Regions from separate parts of the Mus musculus genome. Here all the other regions are linked to region 7. Evidence: chromatin contacts called from public HiChIP or PLAC-seq, Micro-C and promoter capture Hi-C data. All regions are on one chromosome and are shown on one strand. Each heading gives the region's core, a stretch centred on a gene start, on an enhancer-like site or on the middle of the called end of the contact. The rest is flanking DNA. Distances are from core to core; before and after follow the strand shown. Region 1 holds the start of D130051D11Rik (a long non-coding RNA gene). Region 2 holds the start of Wnt7b (wingless-type MMTV integration site family, member 7B). Region 3 has its middle 19 kb from the start of D130051D11Rik. Region 4 holds the start of Ppara (peroxisome proliferator activated receptor alpha). Region 5 has its middle 33 kb from the start of Lncppara. Region 6 has its middle 22 kb from the start of Wnt7b. Region 7 holds the start of Celsr1 (cadherin, EGF LAG seven-pass G-type receptor 1).

Region 1 (3,668 bases), core at 29-2,528, 400 kb before region 7:
GTGATTTATCACTTGTTGAAACATTGTTACCTTTTAAATGTAGAAAACTCAAAAGAGGGCCGAGCTTGGTGGCTCAAGCCTTTAATCCCAGCACTCCGGAGGCAGAGGCAGGCAGATTTCTGAGTTCGAGGCCAGCCTGGTCTACAAAGTGAGTTCCAGGACAGTCAGGGCTATATAGAGAAACCCTGTCTCGAAAAAACAAACAACAAAAACAAACAAAAAACAATAACAAAAACAAAAGAGAGAAAGAAAGAAAGAAAGGAAAACTCAAAAGAGATGGAAACAAGACGGCCTATGAGAGTTAAATAACAAAGGGGTTTCCCATCTAGGGCTGTGTGGGGCCACAAATAGGGCTATGGTCAGACCCTCACAGCAACACCAGCCACAAAAAGACAAAGGGCAAGGTAGTACTGTATAGTATTGTCCCTATTTCTGTTTCAAATATACATAGAATTATAAAAATAGAAACGTCAAAATGTTAACACTAGTGATCTTAAATAATCAGAGTGTTTATTTGTTTTTGTTGTTGTTTTTTGTGTTGTTGTTGTTGGTGTTTTTGAGATATAGCCCTGACTGTCCTGGAACTTGCTCTGTAGTCCAGGCTGGTCTCAAGAGCAGAGATTCACCTGCCTCTACCTCCCAAGTGCTGGGATTAAAGGAGTGTGCCACTACCTGGCATATTGATCAGGTTTTTAAAAATTCTTGTCAACTTTCTAAATTTTCTCCAGTAACGTATGATTTTTGAGTTGGAAAATTATAAAGTTTTTGTTTGTTTGTTTGTTTGATACTAGAATGGAAGCCAAGGTCTCCTGTCTGCTAGGAAAGGACTCTACCAACTGAGGTACACCCTTAGATCAAGAACTGGGTATTTTTAAGGTATTCTCAAGTGTTACTGCAATTTTGCAAGACTCTTTACATCACGTACACAGCCTCAAAAAAGGAAAAATCTCACGAGGAGCTTGAGGGTTACCCGTTTTCTTCCTCCTTGCCAAGATTTACAAACTCCAAGGGCAGGAAAGCTTTCAGAACAGAAAAGTCTGACTAAAACGAAAATCTGATTCAAGTGAAATGCAGCCCTAAGGTTCACAGTGACAGGCTGAGAGCCCGCCCTGAGTCTGCGCAAACTCATTTAGGCCGCGCGCAGAGGCTCCGCCTCCCGCCTGCCCGCACTAAGGTTGGGCGTGCCCGGCGCCAGGTCCCGCCCACATACCTAGGCCCCGCCCCACACGCAGGCCTCGCCCCGGAGCCGCAGCCTGCTAGGCCGTAAATTTGCATTCAGAGCTGGCCGACCCAGGGCCCGCCCACTCTGTGCTTCACTCCGCCCGCACCGCCCGCGACCCCGGAAGTCGGAGATGGTGGCCCAGTGGCTCCACCTCCAGCTGGGCAAGGCTCCGCCTCTAGACAGGGCCCCGCCTCTCAGCTGCGAACCGCGGCCTCCAAGTATGCCGCACCCTGGACTTCATTTCCGGCGCAGGCTACTTAGAAGTCACGCCCCCAGACTCGAGAGGCCCCGCCCTACGTCTACCGCGAGTCTGCTTCCGGGGTGGAGCGTGAGAGTTGTGTGTTATTTTAAGGGCTGTGGGCGCCGTGGGCGCACTTCTGCCTTTTCTGCTCCCTCTGTACCCCCTCAAGGTGTGAGCGTGGAGCTTTCTAGGTCCCTAGAGGGGGCAGGCCACGGCACCGTCTTGGCGGCGGAGTCCTGGCACCGGGAACCCGAGGCCCCTCCTACTTTAGACTGTAGCCTCCCTCTGTACCAGGAGCGACGTGGCCCTGCCGGGTGCTCAGCCCTATCCAAGAAATGCAGAGCCCAGGCTAGCCCCGCAGTGTGAACGCCCCTTTTGGAGGTCTGCAGGCCCAGAGACGAGAGCGCCTATTTGTTGACAGCCACTTTTCAGGAAGGCCCGCACATGCTTCTGATGTGCTGTCGCAGGGCTCCTAGCCACTGTGGCCAGCACTGTCCCTCCACAGAGAGACAAGTCCTTCCACACCCTGGTTCTGATTCTCTGGTTTAATCTGTTCTGCTCAGCTGGAGCACATAGTTCCTTTCCGTGGTCACCTCTCGTCGCCAGCACTGCCCCGTTCATCATTCTTTATTCCTAGCCAGAAGACTTTAAGCATCCTGGAGGTGCCTGATGTCCCCACCCCAACTTGTTCACCGAGACCATCAAATAAAGGTTCTTTAACCTTTAATAATGGCTCATACAGAGGACCCACTGTGGCTTAAAACATCATGGGGTTGCTTAATCTACTAAATGTCCTGGCTTATCAACTCAGCACACTGGAGCATGTGGTTTCCCCTGGTGATGGCCAGCGTTGAGAAAGGGTGCTTATATCGCATTATCACCAGCATGGAAGAGATCAAACTCAAAATCCCAAGTAGTGTTTCTGCTGATGCCTGTCGCTTCTGCACCATTACAAGATCAACCCCCAAATGAAACATTGTAGATTGTGCATCATTTGTGCGCTGTCTTTCTTTGTACCGGAGTCAGGAGTGGGTTGCAGAAGATGGTCTCTATGATGCCTTTGAAGAACATGGAAAAGTAGGTGATTTCCAAGCATCTGGTTTGTTGGACCAAGCCTGCCAAGCCACTCTCAGGGACAGAATGTGTATGAAAGAGACCACCCAGTGTTCTCATATATAATTTTGAAGAAACCAGCCTTGTGCACTGAGAGTGCCTCTCTCTTCTGCACCTACTGCTCTCCTTGGGATAGCCTAAGGTATCTTATTGGTTCCATAGTGTCTTTCCAGGTCTTATGTGGTGGCTGTTGGCAGCAGTGGGTACCTAGCCCTGGGCTTGAGGTTCTACCTCATTTGTTTGCAATAGTCCAGATTTTCTAGACTGAAATGTGCCTCAGAGAGGCAGCCTTACAGTGCTTTGGTTTTTTGGTTTTTTTTTTTTTTCTTTCTCCATATTAGAAGACAAAGCTTGGGAACTGGATGGGCACCTCTATAAAAAGAAAACACATGGTTTCCAAGAGAATGGCCTCTCTGGTTTTTGTTTTGTTTTGTTTTGTTTTTTTCCCACCAATTGTGGACAGAGGCACACTTCAGCCCAATAATTTCAAGTGAGTCGAGGAATCTCAACTCAGAGACCAGTGCCCCCCTTTTTATGGGAAAAAAAAAGAATAAATGTGTCTTGGGTGTGGTCCAAGGAATAAGGACTCTTGGAGCTGAACAGGACTTAGTAGGAGGGTCTAGACTACTTTTGTGCTCAGAAAATCATTCTGGGTTCCACCTAAGCCAGTATAGGGTGAGTATTTACTCCTCAGGGCATGCTAGCCACAATGCAGAGAGGCCTCGCTGATTCAAAAGAGGCTTTCAGCTCCAAACCTCTAAAGAACTAAGGTTTCCCGGGAGTTCAGACTACTCTGAGGCCTCAGGCAAGCCCTTCATCTCCTTCTTTCCCTCACTCTCTTCCTCCGTCCCTTCCTTCCTTTCTTCCATCCTTTCTTTATTTCTTCCTTTCTTGTTAAAGATTTATATTATTTTAAATTTTGTGTGTGTCTGTGTGTGTGTGTGCATGTGATTATACTCATAAGAGTGCAGGTGTCCAAGGAGGCCAGAGGTGTTGGATTCCCCAAAACCAAGAGTTAGAGACAGTTGTGAGCCATCTGATTTGGGTGCTGAGAAGCAAACTTCGATCCTCTGGAAAAGAACTATGTGCTTT
Region 2 (4,131 bases), core at 340-2,839, 450 kb before region 7:
TGGGCCTCAATTTCTTCACCTGTAAGATGGCGGAGGTGCAGAGAGCTGGGAAGGGTGCTGATCTTCAGCGACTGTTTCTACCTCTCGCCTGGAAAGTCGGTCTCCCAGGTACCGGAACCCGCCCCTCCTACAGGTCTGGTCACTGGCCTTCCTAGGGCCAAGATGAGGCTGGCCTCAGAGCGCCGGGCGACACATAGTAGGATCGCCGGGCAAGGCGGGCACAGATGTCCGCAGGTGCTCCGAGTGGGGGTGGGGGTCTGGTCCCGGCCGGCCCGCCAAGAGTGACTAACGCCCGCGAGGTGCGGTGCGCTCCGTTCGGTCACACTGCCCCTCCACCCCCAATCCGGGGAGGCCGAGACAGATTCCGTCTAAAGGAGATCGCGGCTCAACAGGTAAGGACTCGGCTGGGTTCAGGAATGTGGAAATACGACTCGGAGCAGCTACGGCGGCGAGCAGCGAGCGCGGCCCGCCTGGAGCCCGCCCGGCCGGCCGCGCCAGGGGGAGCTCGGTGAGAGGGGGCCGGGCGCAAGGCCCCGGGCGGGCGGGGGCGCGGGCCCGGGACGGAGCCCGAGGCTGCTGCGCCAGCCCCACGGCCCATCCCGAGCCAGCCGGACGAGTTGTCAAGGTAATTTCAACATGTCCGGGTGATGGATAGAGACGAAGGGCCGCGGCGGGTGCAAGGCCTGCGCGCTCGCGGCGAGTGCGCGCCCCGATCTCCCCCGCCGGGGATGCCCCACGCACCCCCCCCCCGGCCCGGCGCGCCCTCCCGGCGGCTAGCGCTCGGCCCGGGCTCGGCGCCCAGCGCAGCCCGGGGGAGGGAAGGCGCGTCCCACCCCCGGGGCCTGGAGCCCAAACAGGTGAAAGTACGCGCCCGGCACGCTCGCCGCTACCCGCGAGCCCCGCTGCGGCCGTCCGCGGACCGCGCTGTCCCTGCTGCGTATTGGCTCCGCGCCCCTCCGGAGGATCTCTGGCTCCGGGGGGGCTCGGTTGAGTCTCAACGAGGCTGGGTTGAGGGCCGGAGATACCAGCCAGCCTGGCCACTTCAAGAAACGCCCTCCCCCACCAACTCCTATCCCCAGGTCCGCTGGAGGAGGCTCTGGTGGCTGCCGGCTCCCCGTCTGCAGCCCCCCGCCCAGAGAAATACTCACCCGAGCTTCACGTAGAGGACGCCAAAGCAGAGAAACACGTAAAAGATCCACTTTCGAAAGTTTCTGTGCATGATCCAGGGAGGGGGGCTGCGCCATAGACAGCTGCGGCCGGAGGGGACGCGCGGGTGGGCAGGGGCCGGGCAGGAGCCAGGGAGCTGCGGTAGGACCACGCTCAGCCGGCGCTTCGGCTCGGGAGGCGGGCGACGCGTGGGCACCCGGCACGCGTTGCCACCATGGTGAGCCCAGGGCGCCGCAGCCGCCGCGTGCGCCCGGGGGAGTGACCCGGGCGGGGAACCGCGACCTCGGAGCCCAGCGGAGTGACCGTGGGACTCTGCGAGCGCAGGCCGGGGCCAGGAGCAGCGGGCGGGCGCTGCCTCCACTGGGCTTAGCCGCCTGGGGCCGTGCGCGCCTCGCGGTGCGCCGGGGCGGCCAATGTGTCCGCACTTGTCCGCCTCCCCAGGTGACTCGCGGCCCCGGCAAGCGAGCCGCGAGCAGGCGAGCGCGCCCCAGGTAGGAGGATCCGCCTCCCGCCCGCCCTCCTCGCTCGCAGCGCGCTCTCTCGCGCGCGCTCCCTGGCTCTCCCCTCCCTTTTCTCCTCCCTCCCCCGTGACACACGAACGCATCTAACCCCTCGCCCCCCCTCCCCAGGCCAGCTCCCTTCCGATCGCCCTCCCAGGACTGCGTGGGAAGAGGGGAGGGAGGGGAGAGGGTGCGGCTCCAAAGAGACACCTGCGCTCCTCAGAGACAGTGAAGGTGGGGGTAGGGGCGGGGGCTAAGAAACTACCCGCTCAGGGCTTGGTGGTCACTTGGTTTCCAGTTTCTAGTTAAAGAGAGAGAGACCACCCACCACCATCTCCTTTCTATGTGCAGACATCTTTCCCCTAGACGTTACCTACGTGGGTGCTTCCAGGGCCACAACTCCGGATCAGGCATTGTTACCTGCCCAACAAACTCGGGGAAAACTCGTTCCAGTGCCCGGCACTGCAGAGCGCAAGCAGAGCGTGGGACTTGAGACTGGTAGACACACCAGCCTGCCCAGCATTAAAAGTGGCACCATGACAGAGAGACTCAGAAAGGCATCCTTGGAGAGTCCCAGTCTGAGGATTCTGTCTCACTCTGCAGGCCTGTCCGATGCGGGCGGGTGTCAGATCTGATTCTTGTTGAACCGCTAAAGTGGGAAGTCAGACTGGCCTAGGTGCCTGGCACATCCTGTGGTGTGTCTCGCTTGATCCTATCCTGGATAAATGGGTGACAGGGACACTGCCTGTCACAGCTAGGTCTGTCTTAGCACAGCGGACCAGCTAGTAACCAGACACATGGTGGGTGGGTGGGGGGTGTGTGCCAGGTTTTCAAGCGTCTACAGCCCCGGACAGCAGCATCAAATGGCGCCCTTATGACAAGGGGATGAACTCGGAGGGCGCTCGTCTTTAAACTGGCCAACACCCAATTGCCTGGTGTGGAAATGAGGAGGGGTATGAGGGGGCGCTGTCCTCAGCCCGGAACCTCGAGCTCAAAAGCTACCGTCCCTGCCCCTAATCCCCTCTTAATCTCTCCAAATCCTCTGAACTTTTGCCACGACCCGACCCGGGAGAGAGAGAGTCGCTCCTGAACCCCAGGTCCAGAAGCCGGCAGGTGCAGCTGTGCAGATCGTTTTGAGTTGGAGGACTCTTTAGAAAGGAGAATTTGGACATCACAAGCAGGGAAACTAAGGCACAGATGTCAAACGGTAGTTGCAGTCCCACACCACTGTCCCCTGAAACCAAGAACTCTGGATGTCGCACAACTTGGTAGGCAGGGAGCTGAGCTGGGCCAGGTGGCTGGGAGCAAGCAGAACAGCCTGGTAGCTTGGCAGGTGGATGCTGCCATCCCGTGGCGACAGGGAGCAACGCTTGCCACAAGAGCTGGACTTGAAATGGTTAGGGATTCCTCACTTTGCCTTGGAGTCTGGGGGCTATTCCACCGTCCCCACCAACAACCCCTGTCTTGGGGTCTGTTAGTGAGACAAAATATTTATGTGGCTGCATCGGGGCTGGAATAGCAACAGCATCCACGCGTGCCTCCTCCTCCCTGCAAACAAACAAACAAACAAACAAACACCAAACAATCCTGGGGTCTTAAGATTCCTAGCCCATCTCCAGACCTGTCAGATCGGGAGGCCCAAGATAGGGTTGGCCTTGGGATTCTCTAGGAGGGTTATGTCAGAGAAAAGTGGGTAATTCTATTGGTAGATGGGACCCGACCTGCTTCTAGGCCTTAGTTTCCCCAAAACAGAATGCAGGGTTGTCTGAAGTACTGCATAGGGTCTGTAACACAGCGACGTGCTGCCCCCTGCCGACAGCAGGTGGGAAGCAGCACCGCCCAGGCGTCCTAGGAGACCTAGAATCACAGAGGGCCTCCTACCCGTCATTTGACCTTGCAGCTTGAAGAAGATGGGTTAAAGCTTAGCTCCAAGACCCCCCACATCTGTCTGTGGGATACGGTGGGGACTTGCTTCTACCGGGAAGCTTCTCTCCGAAGGGCTAGGTTGGGATTGGTATGAAGAAGACAGAAGGCTCCAGAGCCAGGACAGTTTGAGGACCTGGTTATCTGTGGGTTCAGCCAGGCTCCGCTATCCTTGCCTGTGCTTCCTTGTCGTCGTCGTTGCCGCCACCACCACCACCACCACCATCATCATTCCTATACTCCATGGTGTTTGTAGTGGCTATTCCTGGTTGTCAACTTGACTATATCTGGAATGGACTACAATCCAAAATCTGAAGGCTCACCCATGATCCTAGTCTGGAGGCTGAGAAATACAAGTTTCTGACCATGGAGATCTTGAGGCATAGTGGCTATGAAATCCAGAAGATTAAGACAGGGAGACCTCTGAGTTCAAGGTCATCTGGGATTAAAGGGGTGGTGACACACGCCTTTAATCTGGGCCTCACCTTCTGCTGGAGACCATATAAGGACATTGGAAGAAGGAAGATTCTCTCTCTCTCTC
Region 3 (4,059 bases), core at 1,436-3,935, 380 kb before region 7:
AACTTACGGTCAGGGAAGTCAGGGACACAGAAACCTGGCCCCAAAGCATACATCCCTCCCTATTCTTGATGCCCTGGCTTCAGAGACATCAGCTTCAAAACTTTCTCAGTACCTTCAAAAGTACCTGGGGGGGGGAAGGGGGGGACACTATGGAGTGTTTTATGTGTATCAGGTCCCACCTCATCTCCCAGGCTCTGTGAGATGAGAAGGAACGGCCCCCTTCAACTTGCAAACAAGGACAACGGGGCTCTCAGAATGCAGCAGCTTGTCCTCAGAGGGGCTTCATCTCCTGCAGAGATGCCCTCCCCCCCACCCCCGCCCCAGGCCTGGAGTTGGCAGAGTAGCAGATCTGGCTGCGACTGTCCCATGATCACGAAGACAGTGTCTCTGCATCCCAGCAGAACCTGTCTGCTCGCTGAAGGCTAGGAAGGACCCAGAGTGACCTCTCATGATGACACCCGAGAAACAGGCTTAGGGAGGAATATTGATTTTTTTCCCCAAAGACACAATCACTGGGGTGCTCTTCTGCCCAGGCTGTCACCTGCCTAGTCAGCCTTTTCCCCTTTCTTTACAGGCACACTGCACATGCGCAGTCTCTGGCTGCTGGCTCTGAGGAGCATTCTATTAGGGGCGGGCTGGTCCATCTTTGAGGGGCGTCTGGTTGCCTCTCTACCTCCTGGACAGGCACCAGCCCACCGTACCCACTTCGTGATTACAAGCAAGGGTGTAGGGGTGGGGCACAAGTTCAAATCTAGTGACCCTATTTTGGGGCAACTGATCATTGTATATCTAGATTTGCCTATCTGCAACTGGACGGACGTAGTAGATAGACCACCCCAGAGCTTCCCACCCCTCCAGGAGGCCCTTGCCCAAGGACAATCTGTACATACTCAAGGGCAATGGGTGTCCATGGCCATAGCAGTCAGGTCAACTTCATAGCAAACTGATTGCTGTTTGGGTCCTCCAAACTTGTTTTTTTTTTGGGGGGGGGCAAGCTTCCTGCTGGAGGTTTCCCTGACCCCACTGTCACTCATCTCAAAAATTAATGCCCATAGACCTCAAGAAGGCCTCTTGGTCAGCCAGAAACTATACTATATTGTCTCAACCCTAAGGGGGCACACATTTTACAGATGTGCAAACTGAGGTTAAGGAAGGCCAGATAACTTACCTCAAGTCAAACAGCTGGCAAGGTCAGGACTGACTTGCAGTGATGGCTGGGCCCAACCCCAGGGCTGTGACCTTTGGGTATATAGTCTTCCCTCTCTCACTTAGCCCACAGCCCTAGACTCCATCCAGAAGGGCCACAGGCCTCCTGTCTCATTGGCAACCAGGCTGCCTGCTCTCACGGCCAGACTCTGGAGCAGCTTCTGGGTTTGGAAGGGACCTGTGTGTGTTTTGGGGGTCGGTGAACGGAGCCCCATTGCAGCGATGTGCACGGAGAAGGCTGTCTCAGCCTGAAGTGTCCCACTGGGTATCTTGGACATAGCAGATTTTGTGTGTGTGTGTGTGTGTGTGTGTGTGAGCTATATTGGAATATCAGAGAAACTTCCTGGGCAGCATCTGGAGTCAGGTGGCCCTGGACACAGGAAGGTGGCCAGTGTGGGCACCAGCAGGGTCCCTTTAAACCATCTGCAGCAGTGCCCCCTCTGGGCCTGGCATGGGAGGAGTTAAGCCGCCGTGGGCACCTTGGCACCGTAGCTCTGACCAGAATGTCCGGCTCCCCACCCCCACAGCTTTTCTTCCTTTTTGCCTTTTTCCTTCTTAATTAATCATACGCTGCTGCCCAATTTAAATATGGAAATACCCAGGCTGAGGCTCTGCAATTATTCATGAAGCCAGGCCTGCTGTCCAGGCTCTTGGGCTGCGGGGAGCATCATGGCTTCGCCTTCTTTCTGTGAAATTATGTGCACAAAGGCAGCTCCTTATCTGGGTGTGTGAACTAAATAAATAAATAAGGGCTTTTGTTTGTTTGCGGGCTCCTGCACATGACTGTTTTGACTAAATCACTCGTGTTGTCTGCGCCTTTATGGGACTCAGGAGACAGGGAGTGGGATGTTGGGGGTGGGGGTGGGGGGTGGCGAGGGCTGGAGGGGGGTTGGCCGCCGGGCACCTGGGGCTCGCTCCCTCCCTTGGCACCAGCTTCACTCCAGCATCCCCCTACACACACTCCGCTGGAAAGTTCGCCCTGCCCGGGCTGGGCTCCCAGGCAGCCTGGCACAGTGCCAGGCTCGCCTCAGAGCGCGGGCAGCAGGGTGGGGCAAGCGGCAGAGGCACGGAGGACGTGGCTGGGCGCCCCGGGCACGAGCAGGACCCGAGGCCAGGGGCCAGGGGCCCAGAAGGTGAGGGCACTCCGGATGGGAGTAGGGTGAGCCATGGGGGTGGGCAGGCAGTGCAACCTGGTTGGGAACAGGCCTCATGGGAGACGCTGGCTGGCGGAAGAACCATGGCAGTACCAGGCCGTCAGCATGCAGCGTGTCTTGCCCTCCCCAAGCCGGAGGTTGCAGCCTGTGTGTGTGGGGGGAGCGTGAATGCGTGTGCATGGGGCCTCTTGAGGAGCAGCAGCCACGGAGTGGAGCCTCCGCTGCAGGGCCAGCCGCCTTAGCCCAGCCCAAGAAGGCCAAGCTAGGCAGGCGGGGCCCAGGGCTGTCAAGGAGAAAAACATCCCAAGGCCTGCAAATTGCTGCTCTCAGCTCCCCCCCCCCTTCTCCTGCTGGGGGTGAAAAAAAAAAAAGCAGTGCTTCCTCTAGAGGCGGATGCAAACGGATGCAGAATTTTAACCATCTCCTGCATCAACCAGGCCTTCCCCAAGCAAAGTTTGCTGGGAACTAGGCAGAGGCACTATGGGAACGGGGTTGTGGGGAACCCACATGCCTTTTCTGTGAGATACTGGGAAGCCAAAGGCTTCTTCAGCATCCCTTCCAGAGCCAGGGTCTGGAGCACCCGCTGAGGGTGTGGATTTGGGGGGCATACTGTCTGGTTCCTGCACAGGCCTGGTGCATCATGGGTGGTGGCAGGGTGCCAGTCATTGGCCCTGTTATTACCAGGCCTGGGCTTTGCTCTTGGGGTTGAAGGTGTTGACCAGCTCCTCTTGGAAATCGGATGGAAAGTCGGAGGTCTCAGTTCCCACTGACTTGGGCCCTCGCTGGGATACTGGGTGTTTCTCCTGGCTGATTTGTGTGTATTAAAAATCCTCTGGAATGCTTGCTGGTGGCTGGTGGGGGCCTCCCCCATTGTCTATCTAGGGAGAAAGGGAATAAGTTCTAGGGAACGGTGGTCAGAGGAAAGTGATACCTGACTGGCAAGCTATAGGGATTACAGCTGCAAGTGTCAGGAGCTCCCAGGGTGGCTTGGGTCCCTCGTTTTTTTTTTTTTTTTTTCATTTCAACTCCTTCTAAAATTAAAAGAAAAAAAATGGATATGAAATAATGAACGTGTAATATTGAGGCCAGCCTGTGTTATGTCCATCTCCGGTGCGTCCATAAAACAGAAAAAAAATTTTTTAATAGTTATGCAGGAAGGGCCCCAGGAGGGCAACAGAGATTGGATAAGAGAGCAAGTCTTGTCTTTCCTGGGTCTGATGGTCTGATGTCTAGTTCTAGGGGGTACTTTGGGGGACCATCTGGAGCCTCTATGAATCTGGCTTCTCCGGTGGTTGGCAGGACAGGTCATGGAGAGGAGCCTGGTGGCCGTGTGTGTGTGTGTTTGTGTGTGTGTGTGTGCATATGTACATGCTCCTGTGCACCCATGTTCCCCAATATTTGAAGGTATAAGTTGCAATCCTCAATACAGGAAAATGCCACATTGAGGCAAGAGGCAGTGTGGCCATGAGTGCCTGGTTCCCCTGAATCCTAAGAGAGGAGTCATTCTGGGCAGGGGGGTGGGGGGGAGTCCTAGTCTGTCTCCCTAAGAGAAAACAGTTGTCAAGTCTTCTTCCTGGATCCCGGGGCCCTCTCCTGGCCCAGCCCTATCCAGTAGAAACAGTGTGAGCCCCAGTCACAGGCCTAACAGTAACTGTACGGTTCCTCACAGCCATGGTTTTAAAAAGGAACGGCAGAAGCA
Region 4 (3,970 bases), core at 802-3,301, 300 kb before region 7:
GCAGTTACTCTGCTGGCCCCTCTCATTCCGAACCATTCTTTCCAGATTATTCCAAATGTCTGGTAGAACTGGGTTAACAGCAGAACACTCTGCAAAAGAAGGCAGCATTCCTGCATGTGGACTCTGATCTTTGGAACTCAGGACCTACAACCAAGCACCCTCTCTTCAGTGGCCACCCCAACCACCTGGTACACTAGGGAGGATGTCCTTTGGAGATGCATCTACGTAAGCAGCCTCCAGCCATTCTTGCTCACTGTTATATACAGGCCAGGGTAGGAAAATGGACTAATGTTGTCTTTGAATATCCCCTGGGCCATTCAGGAAATCATACAGACAGGTCACTGTGCAAGGTCTTTTAATTTTTCCATTTTTTAAAATTGTATGTGGCAGAGTAGCTGGTGTGTGTGTGTGTGTGTGTGTGTGTGCTTGTGTGCATGTGAGTTGGTTCTTTCCTTCCACCGTGTGAGTCCCCAGGTTGGAATCCAGGTCATCAGGCTTGGTAGCAAGCACCTTTACCCATTCAACCATCTCCAGGGTCTCAGTTTTGCAAGCTTCGAAGCATAATACAAATAGTAGCTATTTCCTGGCCACTGCGTGCAAGAAAAGGCGAGCTTGCCAGTAGGCAAGTAGGGAATGTTCTGTGGGTGTCTGGCAGGTGGGGCAGAGTTCACCACAGGTATGAGGCTGATCAGCAAAGGTGGGTTTAAAAGACGTCCCTGAATGTGCCTGTAGGGTCTGGTCTCCAGTTCCCAGGGTAAGGAGATGTGCGCTGAAAGTTTCCTTTCCCTAGTAGGCTCTCCTGGGCGCTCATCGCCACAAATAGCATAGTGGCAGGCCCAGCGTGAGGACAGACAGGAGGGCTGGCATAGCACACATTTCGTTCCCAAAGGAGCGGCGTCCTGGGGCGTTGGCACCTCGGGGGGCATGTGCATTCCGTGACTGAAGATCCAAGGACGACACAAGCAAAGCGGCTGCTCTGGGTCGCAGCCTGCTCCCAGTTGCAGCCTCCCGCCTGCGCTGTCAGTTGGCAGAGCCCCAGTGCCTGAGCTGGACACAGTCAGCCCCTCAACCCCTGAAGCGTATGCAGAGGGGCCACAGCCCGGGGCGGGGCAGAGGCGGAGGGTGGGTCAGAGCGGCCGCGCCTCCCTGCGACCGTCCTCGATGCCCTTCAGCCTCTGCCTTCCCCGCCCGCCACACCCACCCTGGCACCTTGGCCACCTGTTGCCGCGTGCCCCAGCTCGCTCTTCCTTTCTCCCCATTTCTCATCCTGGGACTCTAAAGATCAGATTCCGCCTGTCCGTCCACCTCCCCACGAACTCCCGGGACTCGGGGAACAAGCTGTGCGATCTAGACCAGCTCAACGAGGGCACCCGGAGGAAAGCTCAACCCAGACCCGCAGCCTTGAACTTCAGTCCTGGCCGGTGCGCGGGGCTGGGAGCAGGAGGGAGTGCGCGCCAAGGCGCACCCTTCCCACCGACTGTTCTCCCCCGTCGGGTGACCTTGGGCAGTCCCTTCACCTAACCCGCCTCAGTTTACCAACGGATGCCCGGGCCCCGAGGCACTAAATGGGCATCGAGGAGAGCTGCCCCGGGCCTCTTAGGCCCCGCCCTCCCCCGCAGCAGCCAATCAGACACTGCCGTCCAGGGGGTGTGTCTCGCCCTGAGCCGGGGCCCGGGCCTAGGGGGCGGAGTTTCCGGGGCGGTCACCTCGCCGCGGGACCCCGCAGGGGACGTCCGAGGGGCGGCGCGTGTCGTGGGGGCGCGGCTGGCACGGGCGCGCGTAGGCGGTGCCGGGCCGGGGCCCCGGACGCTACGGTCCCACGACAGGGGTGACGGGGGCGGAGGCAGCCGCTTACGCCCCTCCTGGCGCCTCCTCCTGGGCGCGCTTGGCCCTGCGGACCCGCAGGCGGAGTGCAGCCTCAGGTGCCCAGGGGCTGGAGGGCACGCGCGAGGGCGGGGAGCCAGGCGTCCCCTGTCCCGGGACAGTGAGGTGGGTGGACAGGGAGGGGAGGGGCTCGGTGGCGCATGCGCGCGGACTAGGGGCGCGGGTCTGGAGACCCACAGCCACTGGAGAGGGCACACGCTAGGAAGGGCACACGCGTGCGAGTTTTCAGGGCCCGCGGAACTGTCCGCCACTTCGAGTCCCCTGGAGCGCCGTGCGCCGGCTCCGAACATTGGTGTTCGCAGCTGTTTTGGGGGCTGGAGGGTTCGTGGAGTCCTGGAACTGGAGCGACGCTGGGTCCTCTGGTTGTCCCCTGGAGGGGAGGGCACACGGGCGGGGACATCGGGGCGCTCCCTTCTCACGGCGTGGTGCATTTGGGCGTATCTCACCGGGAGGCGTTTCCTGAGACCCTCGGGGAACTTAGAGGAGAGGTAACTGGAGGCTCCCTGACAGACTGATTCTGGGGTCACAGCCTAGGCTTTGCTGGGGACCTGAGAAACGCTGCCGGTGGGTTTGAGTCAACAGCAGCGGACCCTCTTTGAACACTAGTTTCCTCATTGCTCCTGATCGTAGTGGGGCGATGTTGGCCCCAACAGTAGGGTAGAGACGATGCCAAAGTTACCCTATGTCTCTGCCCTCCAGAGGCCAGTGCCACAGCGGGTCCTGTGTGGGGCCAGCTTTAGTCTCCTCTGTGCAGTGGCTGCGCGGCTGGCCTGATATGGGTAAAGGGAGCCGGGAGTGCCCGTGTGCTAGTCCGGAGGGTGACTCTGCCCCAATATCCACTCCAACTAGCCTGAAATAACTGCACCTCTCCTTTTCCCAAACTTTTTTTTTTTTAATTTAAAGGAGAGAATGTTCAGATACTAAAGAAAATCTACGGTGGTATATAATGTCTTTGGGGGCACTCTGCCACTGGGGTGCTCACGGGCCCCCAACCCCAACCTACTCCCTTCCTCTAAGGAAAGCAGAAAGGCTCCTTGGGGGAGGAGCACGGAACTTTCTTGGGCGACCCTGGGACACTGTAGTGGTTGCAGGCAACAGGGTCACAGTGACTTTCCCAAGGTGGTGGAGAGTTGGGGGAGATCCAGAGAACATATTGTAACCGGTTCCTTCTTTAACGTTCTACAGCCAAGTTGAAGTTCAAGGCCCTGCCTTCCCTGTGAACTGACGTTTGTGGCTGGTCAAGTTCGGGAACAAGACGTTGTCATCACAGGTAAAGAGGATTAATGGACGGCTTCCAGACTGGAATATTGTAAACGCTGTCTTTGGTTGCACTTCAGACTAGCAACAGGGCTTGGATAGTGGTTATTTTGTGGTGGAATAGTAAATGTCTTTTCAGGGCTCAGGAAGCCAGGTAAATGGGTAGTCCATGTTTCAGTTCTGGGAAAGTGCGTTTGCTTCATGGGAACCGCATTTCTTTATGGCAGGCTGCGTCGGCGTAGTTTAAAAAGGTGGTATTGCGTTAGAAATGGTGTTACTTGACTGGCTTATAAACTGGCTCATAAGACCGTCTCTTGGCTGTCTTCATATCAATTCAATGAAGTAGTCGGTTAGTTTCATCATTAGCCAGGCAGGGATGGCCCCCAAGAAGCAGCTAGAAGGGTATGACTTGGTGACCATATGAAAATCCAGAGCCAGTGGGACATGAACTGAGAGTGGAAAGCAAAGTGTCTCCTTTCCAACCTCTTAAACATGCATGGAAACACTCCAGACTCATAGTTTGTCAGGAGGGTAGGAGCCTGCGATGTAACCCATGCTAGCCTGGAACTTGCTATGTAGCAGAGGCTAGCTAGCCTTGAATTCTTTATATTCCCACCTCAGGCTCCCAAGTACTGAAAGCTGAAGTAGTTCTTTTTAACTTATGTTTGTCAAGCCTATAAACAGAGTTTATGTGTGTATATGTGTGTGCATGTATCAATGTGTGTTTGTATGTGTGTATGTGTCTAGGTGTGTATGCTATGTGTATGTGTGTAAAGGGTGGGAAGAGAATGAGAGAAGAGAAAGCATGTTTCTATTTTGTTTTATTAAC
Region 5 (3,844 bases), core at 821-3,320, 360 kb before region 7:
CACAGGATCACCCTTTGCCACACTTCCTGATCGAGGCTGGGAACTCTCACAGTAAGGAGAATTGTAAAGGACCATACAGTGCCAGAAAAGATAGGTTTCACCAGCCCTGTGGCGAAGACTCGGCAGAGCCACTCTGGTATAACACTGAAGAGCCCCTGCCCTTCTGCCCCTGAGACTCTAGCCCTAGGACCTGGGTCCACAATACACTCTTCCACAGAAAAGAATGAAGCTCACTAGATGTGACTGTCTTCAGCTACTGGCAGTTGTAGAAAATGAAAGTTGATCAGGGCAGGATGTGTCCTGGATTTTTTCCCCCTCCCCCTAAACTGTATGTTCTGGGGTTGCCTGCACTGAAGTGGTGTGGCTGTTGTACAGGCCAGGGTCATGGTGGTCTACAGTACTTAGACTTTAACAGGTTTCTAGTAGTTAAAGGCCCTGACGGAGCCAGCAAGCCCAGGCTACCTTTATCTAGTATGTTCAGGTTCTCCCTCGTGGCAGTCCAATACAACGTGGAATGAAGTTTCCTGGGAAGCGGGACACACGAGGAACTTTTGAATTTACCAATGGCATAAAAAAATTATATTTTTTATTACAACGAGCAAGTTTCAATTGGTTGACAGAAATGGCGAGATATGACGTCAAAGGACACTGGTTAGAATGCCAAGGCCAGTGGGGAGGAGGAGGGGGGAGACAGGCACAGAGATTGTGGGATGGGCCCTGGAGGCCTTGTTCTCTCTGGCCCTGGTCGTCAACGGGCTATCATACACCTCCAGAACCAGCCAGGTCCAAGTGGCTGTGATCCAGAGCATGTCTGGACAGGAGGAGGGAATCCAAGTCTAGGGACCCTGTGTTCACATGTGTCTCTGAGAGCCTGAGGCCCAGGCTGGCCTGTGTTTGGAAAACGCTTGTGCGCGCCAGTGAAGCGATCTGAAAGACGCTGCGGCCTCCTTGGCATTCTAACCAATAACCAGGTCCTGGAGCCCAGCCGTCCCATTCCCCCTTTTAGGGGCCCGGGGTGGCCTGGAGCCAGCAGTGTCGCTGAAGGGCTGAGAGCAAAGCCATGGCCTTGAACTACCCTCGCAGCTCCCGTGCCCCAGTCCTAATAGCAGGAAGTTGTTTCCAGCGGGAAAGGAGCGAGCCTGGAGGTGGGCACCAGCTCTGGGCAACATGCCTCCGCGAATCCCATGCCTTCCCAGGCACCTTGCACGGCCCCTTTGCATGCTCAGTTCTGTGCATTACTTCCCATACCCATTCGAGAGGTTGTGTGCTCTCCCTGCCGTACCCCGCTGGGCACCGCGCCCCTTGCTCCGTTGGACTGGCTGGGTCGCCCATGCGCGCGCCCTTCCTGCGGGAAGCCACTGCCACTATCGGGCCCACAACGTTGTCTCAGTACGCTATCTAGAGCTCCGTGACCCTGGCGGCTGTCCTCTGCGCGTACCAGGCTGCGGGCGGGCAGAGGGGGATCCTGTAGACCGAGGGTCCCAATCGGCCCCGAGCGTGCACGCGCGTCCCGGTACTGCCCGCAATCATGGCAGCCAGAGCCTTGGAGCGCAGCCGCGGAGCGCGCCCGGGCAGCCGCCTCCGTGCCAAGGCGGCGCGGGTGGCGCGGGCAGCGCGGGCAGGGGACGCGCTCCTGCTCAGCCCTCCCCGCTGCGTTGGCCCCGGGGCTCTACCGGTGGGTCTCCGCGGTGCGGTGCCCAGTGGGGTGGGCGCGCGAAGGCGACGGGCGGGGCCGCGGGGCGGGCGCGCGCAAGCGGGGAGCGCCCGGGGCGGCGTGCCTGCGGGGGCGCGCACGCGGAGCTGCGGGGCCAGGCGCGGGGCCGGGGCGGCGAATCCGCAGCTCCCGCCGCCCTCCCAGCCCAAGCGCGCCCGTCTGGGTGGGGGCCGCCCGGGAGGGGCGGCGCCCGGACGCACGGGCCCGCAGCGGGCACAGCGGCCTCGTTGGTATTCCGGGCGCGTTCGCAACCCTGACCTCCCCGCGGAGCAGGGGTGCCCGGGTGCTCGGGCACGGCCGCCGCCACCGCCCCCGGGCGGTCTCCCCAGGACGCAGGGCGCGCGGGCGCCTCGCTTCCCTCGTCCCCTCCTCCCCGGTCCCCCGTGCCCCCTCCCCCGCCCCGATCCGGCGGCGAAGGGGTGGGCAGGGAAACGCGCTCTCTGGGACAGGTGCCAACTCCGAGACAAAAGACATAAAATAGGCGGCAACGGGGGAAGCGCGGCCAGCGCGCTCGGGCGGGGACCGCGGCGCCGCGGGGGCCGCATCCTCGGTGCGGGCCGGGGAAAGTTTGGGAAGTCGGTGCGGCCGCTCTGCAGCGGCGGGGGACGCGCGGCCCAGGCCGCCCTCCGAGCCGCGCTCGTCCTCTCCGCGCCGCTGCTGAATAATTCATGGCGCGCCCGCCGGCCATTAGCATGCACCGGGCGCGCGGCGCGTCTGTGCCAAGCCACCGCTGCATTCGGAGCCCGGGCAGCGCCAGACGAGTGGCCCGCTCCGTCCCGGTGCCCTCCGGCCGCCCCCGGTGGCTCTCACCGTGGCCACGCTCGCGCCCTGGGCCGCTGGGTCCCGAGCCCGCCCGACGGCCAGGCTCTGAGCGTCCGGGCCCGCTGCGCCCGCCTGGCCGCTCCGGGATGCACGTGAACTTGGAGAAAGTCACGGAGCACGCCGGCCCGGTCCTCCGCGGCAGGGCGTGGGCGCACGCGGGCCCGCACACTCTCGTTGGCGTCCGGGACAAAGGTCTCCAGTGGCGCCAGCCGTGGACGCGTGACTCGATCCTTCGGGCCACTCTTGCGTGGTGGGTCGTTGGATGTAAGACTGCAGAAGCCCGGAGAGCGGTGGGTCCCGGGTTTGGGGCCTCGCCGTAAGCTGGCCAGAGGCCGTCCCACCCTGCGAAGAGTTGCGGGAGCGGCTCCGCACTGCCCTCGGCTGTTTCTGCGCGCCCAGGAGCCCAACGCAAGTCACCCCGGACTCCAGCCAGCGGCCGCGGGCATGCCAGCGCAGCGCTAGCGGCGGCCAAGACGTGGTCTGGCAGGGCGGTGGACGTGTGCGCCGCGGGCATGATCAAGGTTGGAGAGGTAAGAGCCTTTTTCACTTTAGCTCCTTAGCATTTAAATATTTAATGGGCAGATTTCTAAGAGGGGTCCTACTGCAGGGATCTTTCAGAGTCGGGGACACATTCCAGGTAGGTTGCTCTCGAACCCAAAGCCAGGCAGCTTGCAGAGAACACCACACTGTCCTCCATCCGGAACTTGGGATTTGTGAAACACAGTTTCTGATCTCAGGTGTAGGGTCTGCTAGCCTTGTAGAGATTTTATCGAGCGTATAAAATATTATAGCAGACATTTTAAACAATAGAAAAGAGAAAACATCTGTTGGGGGGGGTGTTTGGAAATGTTGTTTGGAAGCCTAAGTCCTTTCTCAACAATTTGACCTGTTTTACTAAACCCTTTTTACTTTAAAAATATTTTTTGATGCTAGATGGACATTTTCAGAGAGCTTGTTTAGGGTGAACCTTCAGCATAGCAGCCGAAATCCAGAGTGCAGTGGAAGACCCTTGGGTGGGAAGTTCTCGTTTATGGGGCGGTTAAATAAAGCAAAGCAAAACCAAATAACAACAAAACCCAGTTCATAACCTCTTTAATAAATGCACCTTCTTATAGGTGGCTCACACAGCACAGCTAGCAGGCTTGAGGGGTTTGTGGGGACCAAAAAAAGGGGCAAAAGAATTTGTCTTTACAATAATTATAGGGGTTTTCAGGTAACACTGAAATTAATTTCTTCAAAGTTGGATTTTCAAAAGCCTAAGTGATCTCTCCAGGCCAGAAATAGCTTCATTTTATTTGAGCACATAGG
Region 6 (3,816 bases), core at 613-3,112, 430 kb before region 7:
CCTCCCTTATAACCCTTCATGCCCTTCATCATTCCCTGAAGGCCTAGCTCTGCCCCCCACTCCCACCTCCACCCGGCCCCAAGCTGGTACTGAGTACTGCCTCTTTATTCTACGCCTGCTATATCCTTCCCTGGACCCGGAAACCTTCCCCTGCCCTCTGCCTCCCTATTCCATCAACTGTTTCAGAGACCCAGGTGCCAGGGGTCTTCTCAACACCAGGCCTTCAGAAATCAAGGAGGCTATTGACCTATCCATCGGTTGAACTCTGATGCCTTCCCCTGAACCCAGCCTTGAGGGCTTCTCCTTTCCTGAACGTCTCCACCTGCCCGCCCCCCCCAAAACTGAGGGCCATTGCCCTGTGGGAGGGGCATCACTGAACAGGAGGGTGTATATGGGGTCCAGGCTGCTAGGATAGATGAGACAGCCATCAACGAATAGGCTAAGCCCAGCACTGTGGGGTGCCTCTGTAATCTCCCCTCTAGGGAGAAGAAGTTGGTGACCCTGAGTTCAAGGTCATCCCCAACTATGTAACAAGTCTGAGGTCAGCCTGAACTGACATACAGGCCAGTGGCTAGGGGTGGGGCATGACCTGCCTTGAACAGGAGGGAGACCTTCAAGCTAAGAAAGGGCTTGGGTGAGGAAGTTAGTGTGAGCTGGCAACGTTGTTTCTGCCCTGAGGAGTTCGTGAACCATTGCCACCACCTGCGACTGTCAGACTCCAGCCTCCTCAGCCCCTCATCACACATATCACACCAGCGTTCTCCTGGGAGCGCCCAGGTCAGATCTGCTCAGGCGTTCTGCTGGTTCTGCTGCCAGGACTGAGTTGTCTGTCTCTCCAGGATCCAGGCAGTTACTATTGGACTACCCAGCCCCTCTAGCGTAAGTTAAGCCAGTGTATCTCTTTCGTTAAAAAAAAAGTTTTATTAGCATGTGTTAATTATGAGTTTCATGTTGATATCTCATACATGCATATACTATATGTTGATGACTCTCACCTCCTCTGCTCCCATGCCCACCAGATCTCTTCCTCTTCTCAACTAGTCTCTTCTCTCTCTCTCTCTCTCTCTCTCTCTCTCTGTGTGTGTGTGTGTGTGTGTCTGTCTGTCTGTCTGTCTTTCTCCCTTCAATGGCTATGCCGCTTGTGCTGGCTAGATTTATGTCAAACTTGATACAAGCTACTATAGTCATCTGAGAGGAGGAAACCTCAATTGAGAAAATGCCTCCATACGACTGGGCTGTGGCAAGCCTGTAGGGCATTTTCTTAATTAGTGATTGATGGGGAGGGCCCAGCCCTTTGTGGGTGGGGCCATCCCTGAGCTGGTGGTTCTGGGTTGTATAAAAAAGCAGGCTGCGCAAGCCATGGGAAGCAAGCCAGTAAGCCACACCCCTCCATGGCCTCTGCGTCAGCTCCTGCCTCCAGGATCCTGTTCTGACTTCCTTCAGTGATGGACTACGATGTGGATGTTTAAGCCCAACGAACAAATCCTTTTCTACCCAACTTGCTTTTTGGTCATGGTGTTTTGCTGTAGCAATAGAAACCTTAGCTAAGACATCACTGAAGAAAATCTCTCTCTTTCACTTAGCAACCACTAACTGCACTGTAGATCCCTAGAGATCCTTTCAGTACTATCTATAGTTTATCTATCTATGCATGCATGTATGTATGTATGTATGTATGTATGTATGATCTATCTATCTATCCATCATCCAGCCACCCACATATCTTATCTATCTATCTATCTATCTATCTATCTATCTATCTATCTATCTCTGCTTTCTGTTCCTCTAGAGCATTGGTTCTCACCCTGTGAGTCACGACCCCCTGGGTTTGCATATCAGACATTTACATTATGATTCATAGCAGTAGCAAGATTGCAGTGAGAAAGTAGCAACAAAAATCACTGTGCGGTTGGGCTGGGGGGTCACCACAACACAAGGAACTGTATTAAAGGTCTCAGCATTAGGAAGGTTGAGGGCCACTGCTCTATAGAATCTTTCCATTCTGAACTACAGCTTGGGCTGGTAGGGCTGGCCTGGGATACTCCAGGTACACCCCCAAATAAGGCCTGCCAGGCCTTCAGCCCATGCCTGTTCCAGAGCTTCCCTCCATGCCCACAACCACCTGGGCACCTACTTGAGGGTGGAGACTTTCGATGCTGCTCCTCCAGCTGACGAATAAAGTGATGAAGTTGTAGCAAATACTGGAAGGGAATGGCCATGCTGCTTCTAAGCCTGCAACAGGAATATGGGGCCCTTGGAACGCATCTTGTCACCTTTACAACCTCAGCCAGATGTCCCCCTTAGTCCTTTGTCCTGATACTACACCTCTGTCTCCCCAAGCCCCTGCTACAGGCAGCCCAAGTCCCAGCCTTTTTTTTGTGGTCCCAGCAGCTGCCACATGAGTCCCTGAAAGCCTCTCTCAGTGTAGCTGTCCCCGCCCACACAGTGACCCTAATGTTGCTGGCAGAGCATGGCTCAGGCCTCTCCCACTGATGATAAATGACCCCTCTCTATCCCCCCCATCCTCCCTGAAGTTCTTGTTCCTTTCACCTTTTTCAAGGGATAGCTTGCAAGTCAGGACCCAGGACCCTGGCGGCATTAAAGCCAAGGGCACTGGACTCTGCCTGGAGCACAGCACACGACCTAGGCTTCTAGTCTACTCTGTGCTCACTCAAGCTCAGAGTCACAGCAACCGCATCTCTCTCGGTAGCAGCCAAAATACCTGGCACTCATCTGTACCATAGGGGCTGCTCTAGGTACTGTGCCTGCTGTGTAAGAAGGAACCCTTAAACAGACCCTTACAATAGCCAGCTGTTATGTGCCTGTGGGAAGGAACACGGGCGAGTTCATTTATTCCGGTCCAGGTGCGTGTGTCTATGTGTACACGGAATGGCCAGCTGTCAACTTTAGGTGTCCTTCCTTGGGAGCCGTCCACCTCTTTTTTTTTTTTTTTTTTTTTTTTTTTTTTTTTTTTTTTGAGCAAGGGTTCTCAGCCTGGAGCATTTCATGTAAGCAAGGTTGTCTGGCCTGCAAGTTCCAAGGGTCCTTCTGCCTCTCCCTCTCCCTCAAAGGGATTACAGGCTTAAGTCGCTCTGCCTGGCTTTTTACATAGGTTCTAGTATGTACCAAACATTTCACTTGACCCCCAACAGCCACACTGTTATGACCTCTGTGGGTTACAGAGGCAATAGGCAGCCTCTGGTCTTCCTGGCTGGGAACTTCAGCTGTGATCAGCCTGGTGGGCAAGGCTGGAGTCTGGGGATATTCTTACTCAGGATTGGCAAGTAGCGGGCAACTGCACATGAGCTGGGTTGCCACAATCAGAAGAACCCACAGTCCAATCCTGAGCCCGCGTGGCACCTCTGTGGCACCATGGAGCTACCTGGGAACAGCGGCTTGGACACCACTCTTGATGGTATGTGGCCAGTGTCAGAAGACTCAGAGGATGAAGTGTGAAGCGGGGGAGGCTGGAGCCCCCTGGTGTGACTTCAGCGGTGTCTTTTCCTTCCTATGGCTTCCTTGAAGAATAACCTTGATATTCTCCCTGGGCAGGCCCACTCTAGTGGCCAGGCTGGAACCTGGCAACTGTCTTTCTGGGATTTTCAGATCCCATTTCACCCACCCAGGCAGCTCCTGAAGGCTGGCCTCAGCAGTCCTCCAGACCTCTGCACGCAGACTTTTGCTTGGTCCTAGCCAGTGGGTGAGGAGGCAGCTTAAGGTCCCTCCTCTATTAGAGGCCTCTGTGCTTGGCCAGTGCCTGTCTCTCTCGGTCAGCACCCTCCTCCACCAGAGATCCCCAGTACGGTCTCACCTACA
Region 7 (3,692 bases), core at 213-2,712:
CTTCTGGGACTTGAACCACATAGCGCTTCTCACTGAACTGGGGGTAGTTGTCATTCTCGTCTTCTACCACTATGTGGACGGTGGCTGAGGCACTGAGTGGGCCTGGATTGCGACCCTGGTCATTGGCCTCCACCAGCAGCTGGTACTCAGCCGCCTCCTCACGGTCCACCACAGCCCGTGTGCGCACGACACCTGATCGTGCGTCTATCTCAAAGACACCACCTGCGCCCTCCAGCAGACGATAGCGCATGTTTGCGTTGGAAGGGGCATCCCCGTCGGTGGCACGGATGGTCAGAACCTCATAGCCCACCTCCAGGTTTTCTCGAATTCGCTCTCGATACTCAGACTGCTCAAAGACTGGGCTGTGGTCGTTAGTGTCACTGACAGTTACGGTGAGGTAGGTGGCAGCTGAGCGCCTCGGGGAGCCGTGGTCCACAGCACTAACTTTGAGTACATGAGTGTCCTTGGTCTCCCGGTCCAGGGAGCGGGCTGTGGTCACTGCACCCGTGGCGGCATCGATGAGGAAGTAGCCATTAGAGCGCTCATCGAACAGCGCCTCCATCTGGTAGCTAAGGCGTCCTGCATCGCCTTCGTCTGGGTCGTGCGCGCGCAGTTCGATGACCGCAGTGCCCGCAGGCTCATTCTCAGGCACTGACACCTGGTAGCTGGGCAGCGGGAACTGCGGGCTCGTGCTGCTGCCCGTGCCCCGCCTAGACCGTCGCACCACCCCCGCCCGAGGTTGGGACAGGTTAAGCAACGATGGCGACACCGAGGGCGACTCTGAGGGCGTCCCAGAGGTCGCCTCTATTACCAGCTCTACCCAAACGGCGCCTGCCGCGCGTCCCAGGGCGCACACCAGACGCAGCTCAGCTGAACCTCCTGGCCGCAGGCAAATGGGTCCGCGCCTGCAGCCGGTCCCGGCGACCGGCGGGCAGCTGCAGGCGGGGAAGTTGGTGATGGCCTCAAGCACCGAAGTCAGCGAGGCTGCGCCGCCGCCTGCGGCCGGGAAGCAGAGCGCATCTCCAAGTCCAGGAACTGAGCGGACGGCCGGAGAGCGCAGCTCTGCACCGCGGGCCGAGCGGCGCAACAGCCGGACCCCACAGCGGGCACCATAGGCGCGTGCCCTTAGTACCAAGCTCGGGGCCGTCGGGGCGCCGCGGGCGACCAGCCGGACCTGCAGCGGCAGCAGCCTCCCGGCCAAGCGGGCACAGCCCAGAGTCCCCGCGCCAAGCCCAAGCCTCCGACCGGCTGCTGGCCCCTCGCGGCTCACGTCCAGCAGCTCCCGAGGCGTGCGCGTGGTGTCCAACCTGTAGCTCCAGCCGGGTCCGAGAGCGAAGGCGCGGGCCCCGCCAGGCACCCGCAGCTCCCAAGCGGCTGCTCCCAACTCCAGGGCTGGCAGGGCGGCGGCGGCCAGCAACACCAGCGCGGGCAGCACGCGCGGCGATGACGGCGCCATGGCCCGGAGCCGCAGCCCGAGCCGGGCGCCGGAGCACAATCCATGCACCCGGCGCACCTCCGCATCCACCCGGCGCGGCCGGGGGGCGGCTCCCGCGCGCCCAGCGCCGGGCCCTCGGGGCGGCCCGCGCTCTGCCTCCCCGGGGGCCCTGGCGAGGACACCGGGGGCCGCGCGCCCGGCCTCCCGCTCAGCTTCCACTTCGAGAGCACTTTGCGAAAGTTTGCCAAGTTGGTTTCAAGATGGCTCCTCCGTGCGTCCCGGGAGGGCGCCGCGCATCAACCTGCAGCAGCGCCGGCTCCAGGCGGCTCCAGGTGGCCCCAGCACCGACTCTGCTGGGCGGGCGTGGGAAGCTGGGCGGGCCCGGGGCGGGGCGGGGGCTGCGATCACCACACCGCCCGCAGACCCTGGCGACGGATTGCTGGCTAGGCGGTGTGCTTTGCCAGCGCCCCCGCCACTCTCTCTCTCTCCCCGCCCCCGGCCCCGCCCCGCCCCCTCCCAGTGGCTCATTGTTCAGCCCTGGGAGGGGGAGGATGATGGGGAGGGAGCCAGCCAGGAGGTGCGCGCCCCGATGATCTCCATGGAGACGTGGGGGCGCGGCCCTAGCGGGGCCTGGCCTCCAGCCCCTTCCCTTTCGGTCTTGGCACCCAACATCCGCAGAGGACCGGGCCCTGGGAGCGTGGCGCTCAACTACTGCTCTAGAGTCCCGGGCCGCGGCTGCTAAAGAGTCCCTCGTACAGTTTCCTCTGGGCCGAGTGCTGTTCAATCCTCGCATTGCACCTGATAGTGCAGATCTATGAGTAAGCCACCCCTGGCGTCGAGAGAGTTAGATCTAGAGTTCCAAGATACAGAGGTGCTAGAAAACTTCGGTAGAGTCGTGGCGGTGGCAGGGGACTGGGAGACTGTTAGACTCCAGCCTCGCGGGAGCTCAAATGCTTAACTCCAAGGAGTTCCTTGGATTTTGAAATCTCATGGGCAGTTAACCGGATTCGGGTTCCACTTTGTTTAAAGTGCAACATTTAAATTGGAAAGAAAAATAATGTAGTTTGGAGGTGACAGTGGGAGGGGCCTTGTTCCCCAGAACATGCTGTGGGGCCTGAACATTGGTGGAGGAGACCGTCTGTCACCAAACCCCTAGTTACTGCCCATCAGGGGACAAGCAAACACTGAGGGGGCAGGATCCGTGAGAACCTGGGGAAAACCAGAAGGGGGCTGGAGAATCACTCTCGCCCTGCGTGAAAGGGTGGGGCGTGGCTTCAGAGCCGCAAGACCGAGCCTAGATTCCAAAGGAGCACACCTTAAAGGCGGTGCTTCCGAACTAGGGAGGGGAGAGGCGGACCTTTGCAACATTTTCCCCACCTCCTTGAAAGGGGCCCAAGCCCACTGCAGCCTCAGTCACGCATGGACACACTGGGCAGGCCTCTTGCCTTTGAAAGATTTCTCCTGGGATCAGTTGGAGGAGTGGGACCCTGAAGGCTGCTTGATCACCATCAGAGTTGGGTTTTCTAGGCAGTCAGGGCCCAGCAGGATGACAATAGGACAATAGGACACAGGGTCGCTTTAAAACCTGTGGGGGGGGGGAGTTGGGGGGGAGCTGGAAAGATGGCTCAGTGGTCAAGAGCACCGACTGCTCTTTCAGAGGTTCAATTCCCAGCAACTACATGGTGGTCACAACCATCTGTAATGGGATCCGATGAGTGTGTCTGAAAAGTGTACAGTGTACTTACATAAAATAAATAAATAGATAAATCTTTAAAGAAAAGACAACAAAACAAAAAACAAAAACAGTCAAGGGAGCTTCCTCAGCATTAATAGCATATATGTGTACTAATATACACATGTGTGATATTAATCATATATATACGATCATACATATAGCATAAAGTTTATGTCATAGATGAATCTCTGGGATTTCTCAGTAGCTGAAAATAATCTTTTCTTACTGGGAACAACAGAAGCCATTACACTAACCTAAAGGTAGAGTTGTTTTTGGACCCTCATAGATCTTGAGAGCTCTCTTTAGAACTGTGTGTGAAGAGAGTGGGAAGGAGACAAAAATCTAACCCTTAAATGTGACAGGGCCAGGACCTTACCCCAGGCTACTCTTGGGGGTGCACTTGCAGGAAATTCAAGGTTCTGGAGCCTCAGGAAGAAGAGCCCCTGGGTGTGGGAGGGAGAAAGCTGGAGAAACCACACACACACACACACACACACACACACACACACACACACACACATA

The links. Promoter capture Hi-C pulls out the DNA fragments that hold promoters and counts their contacts. A called contact is a pair of places that touch in the nucleus more often than the background predicts. HiChIP or PLAC-seq counts read pairs in DNA pulled down with a chosen protein or histone mark.
Region 1: a Micro-C map of embryonic stem cells shows a contact between it and region 7, with 4 times the contacts expected there. The contact joins the promoter of D130051D11Rik here to the promoter of Celsr1 in region 7. A contact is called at or near these places in 4 of 39 promoter capture datasets (cranial neural crest, embryonic stem cells, liver and 1 more), 3 of 484 Hi-C or Micro-C datasets (CD4 T cells, Th1 cells and embryonic stem cells) and 4 of 115 datasets of contacts at active chromatin or transcription factors (embryonic stem cells, pancreatic cancer cells and stem cell-derived neural progenitor cells).
Region 2: a contact with region 7 is called in a promoter capture Hi-C map of liver. The contact joins the promoter of Wnt7b here to the promoter of Celsr1 in region 7. A contact is called at or near these places in 7 of 39 promoter capture datasets (the 3T3-L1 cell line, 3T3-L1-derived adipocytes, hippocampal neurons and 2 more), 9 of 484 Hi-C or Micro-C datasets (B cells, the G1E-ER4 cell line, brown adipocytes and 5 more), 2 of 115 datasets of contacts at active chromatin or transcription factors (embryonic stem cells and pancreatic cancer cells) and 1 of 9 other capture datasets (liver).
Region 3: a FOXA1 HiChIP or PLAC-seq map of pancreatic cancer cells shows a contact between it and region 7. The contact joins the enhancer-like site here to the promoter of Celsr1 in region 7. A contact is called at or near these places in 2 of 39 promoter capture datasets (cranial neural crest and pre-B cells), 1 of 484 Hi-C or Micro-C datasets (Th1 cells) and 6 of 115 datasets of contacts at active chromatin or transcription factors (bone marrow-derived dendritic cells, bone marrow-derived macrophages, large pre-B cells and 3 more).
Region 4: a contact with region 7 is called in a Micro-C map of embryonic stem cells, with 4 times the contacts expected there. The contact joins the promoter of Ppara here to the promoter of Celsr1 in region 7. A contact is called at or near these places in 13 of 39 promoter capture datasets (the 3T3-L1 cell line, 3T3-L1-derived adipocytes, the C10 cell line and 6 more), 1 of 15 datasets of contacts at CTCF or cohesin (embryonic stem cells), 47 of 484 Hi-C or Micro-C datasets (B cells, the C2C12 cell line, CD4 T cells and 28 more), 15 of 115 datasets of contacts at active chromatin or transcription factors (bone marrow-derived macrophages, embryonic basal ganglia, embryonic hindbrain and 5 more) and 4 of 9 other capture datasets (embryonic stem cells, embryonic tail, liver and 1 more).
Region 5: an H3K27ac HiChIP or PLAC-seq map of microglia shows a contact between it and region 7, with 5 times the contacts expected there. The contact joins the enhancer-like site here to the promoter of Celsr1 in region 7. A contact is called at or near these places in 1 of 39 promoter capture datasets (the C10 cell line), 3 of 484 Hi-C or Micro-C datasets (all in embryonic stem cells), 7 of 115 datasets of contacts at active chromatin or transcription factors (embryonic stem cells, forebrain, large pre-B cells and 3 more) and 1 of 9 other capture datasets (liver).
Region 6: a contact with region 7 is called in a FOXA1 HiChIP or PLAC-seq map of pancreatic cancer cells. The contact joins the enhancer-like site here to the promoter of Celsr1 in region 7. A contact is called at or near these places in 10 of 39 promoter capture datasets (the 3T3-L1 cell line, 3T3-L1-derived adipocytes, embryonic stem cells and 4 more), 37 of 484 Hi-C or Micro-C datasets (B cells, the G1E-ER4 cell line, the HL-1 cell line and 16 more), 3 of 115 datasets of contacts at active chromatin or transcription factors (embryonic stem cells, pancreatic cancer cells and stem cell-derived neural progenitor cells) and 2 of 9 other capture datasets (embryonic stem cells and embryonic trunk).

The regions. Positions count from the first base shown.
Region 1 is chr15:85,633,318-85,636,985 of GRCm38.p6, forward strand. D130051D11Rik (a long non-coding RNA gene) reads left to right here and starts at 1,279. Exons shown (of 2, transcript XR_003951642.1): 1 at 1,279-2,718.
Region 2 is chr15:85,580,232-85,584,362 of GRCm38.p6, forward strand. Wnt7b (wingless-type MMTV integration site family, member 7B) reads right to left here and starts at 1,590. Exons shown (of 4, transcript NM_009528.3): 1 at 1,149-1,590. The coding sequence starts at 1,219. It overlaps AU022754 (expressed sequence AU022754), which reads left to right and starts at 911. Exons shown (of 5, transcript NR_040433.1): 1 at 911-1,186; 2 at 2,019-4,131.
Region 3 is chr15:85,651,321-85,655,379 of GRCm38.p6, forward strand. No RefSeq gene overlaps it. Among named protein-coding and RNA genes, the nearest start is that of D130051D11Rik, 19 kb to the left of the region's middle. Within about 2 kb of position 2,686, at least 330 of the 459 cell types and tissues checked have an H3K27ac peak or open chromatin away from gene starts, as enhancers often do. A contact at or near this core is called in Th1 cells, bone marrow-derived dendritic cells, bone marrow-derived macrophages and 4 more, where this site is marked.
Region 4 is chr15:85,733,725-85,737,694 of GRCm38.p6, forward strand. It overlaps Ppara (peroxisome proliferator activated receptor alpha), which reads left to right and starts at 2,052. Exons shown (of 8, transcript NM_011144.6): 1 at 2,052-2,372; 2 at 3,070-3,154.
Region 5 is chr15:85,669,056-85,672,899 of GRCm38.p6, forward strand. No RefSeq gene overlaps it. Among named protein-coding and RNA genes, the nearest start is that of Lncppara, 33 kb to the right of the region's middle. Within about 2 kb of position 2,071, at least 212 of the 459 cell types and tissues checked have an H3K27ac peak or open chromatin away from gene starts, as enhancers often do. A contact at or near this core is called in liver, microglia and pancreatic cancer cells, where this site is marked.
Region 6 is chr15:85,602,254-85,606,069 of GRCm38.p6, forward strand. No RefSeq gene overlaps it. Among named protein-coding and RNA genes, the nearest start is that of Wnt7b, 22 kb to the left of the region's middle. Within about 2 kb of position 1,863, at least 17 of the 459 cell types and tissues checked have an H3K27ac peak or open chromatin away from gene starts, as enhancers often do. A contact at or near this core is called in the HL-1 cell line and pancreatic cancer cells, where this site is marked.
Region 7 is chr15:86,032,315-86,036,006 of GRCm38.p6, forward strand. Celsr1 (cadherin, EGF LAG seven-pass G-type receptor 1) reads right to left here and starts at 1,463. Exons shown (of 35, transcript NM_009886.2): 1 at 1-1,463. The coding sequence starts at 1,456. It overlaps Gm34764 (a long non-coding RNA gene), which reads left to right and starts at 1,939. Exons shown (of 3, transcript XR_384307.4): 1 at 1,939-2,253.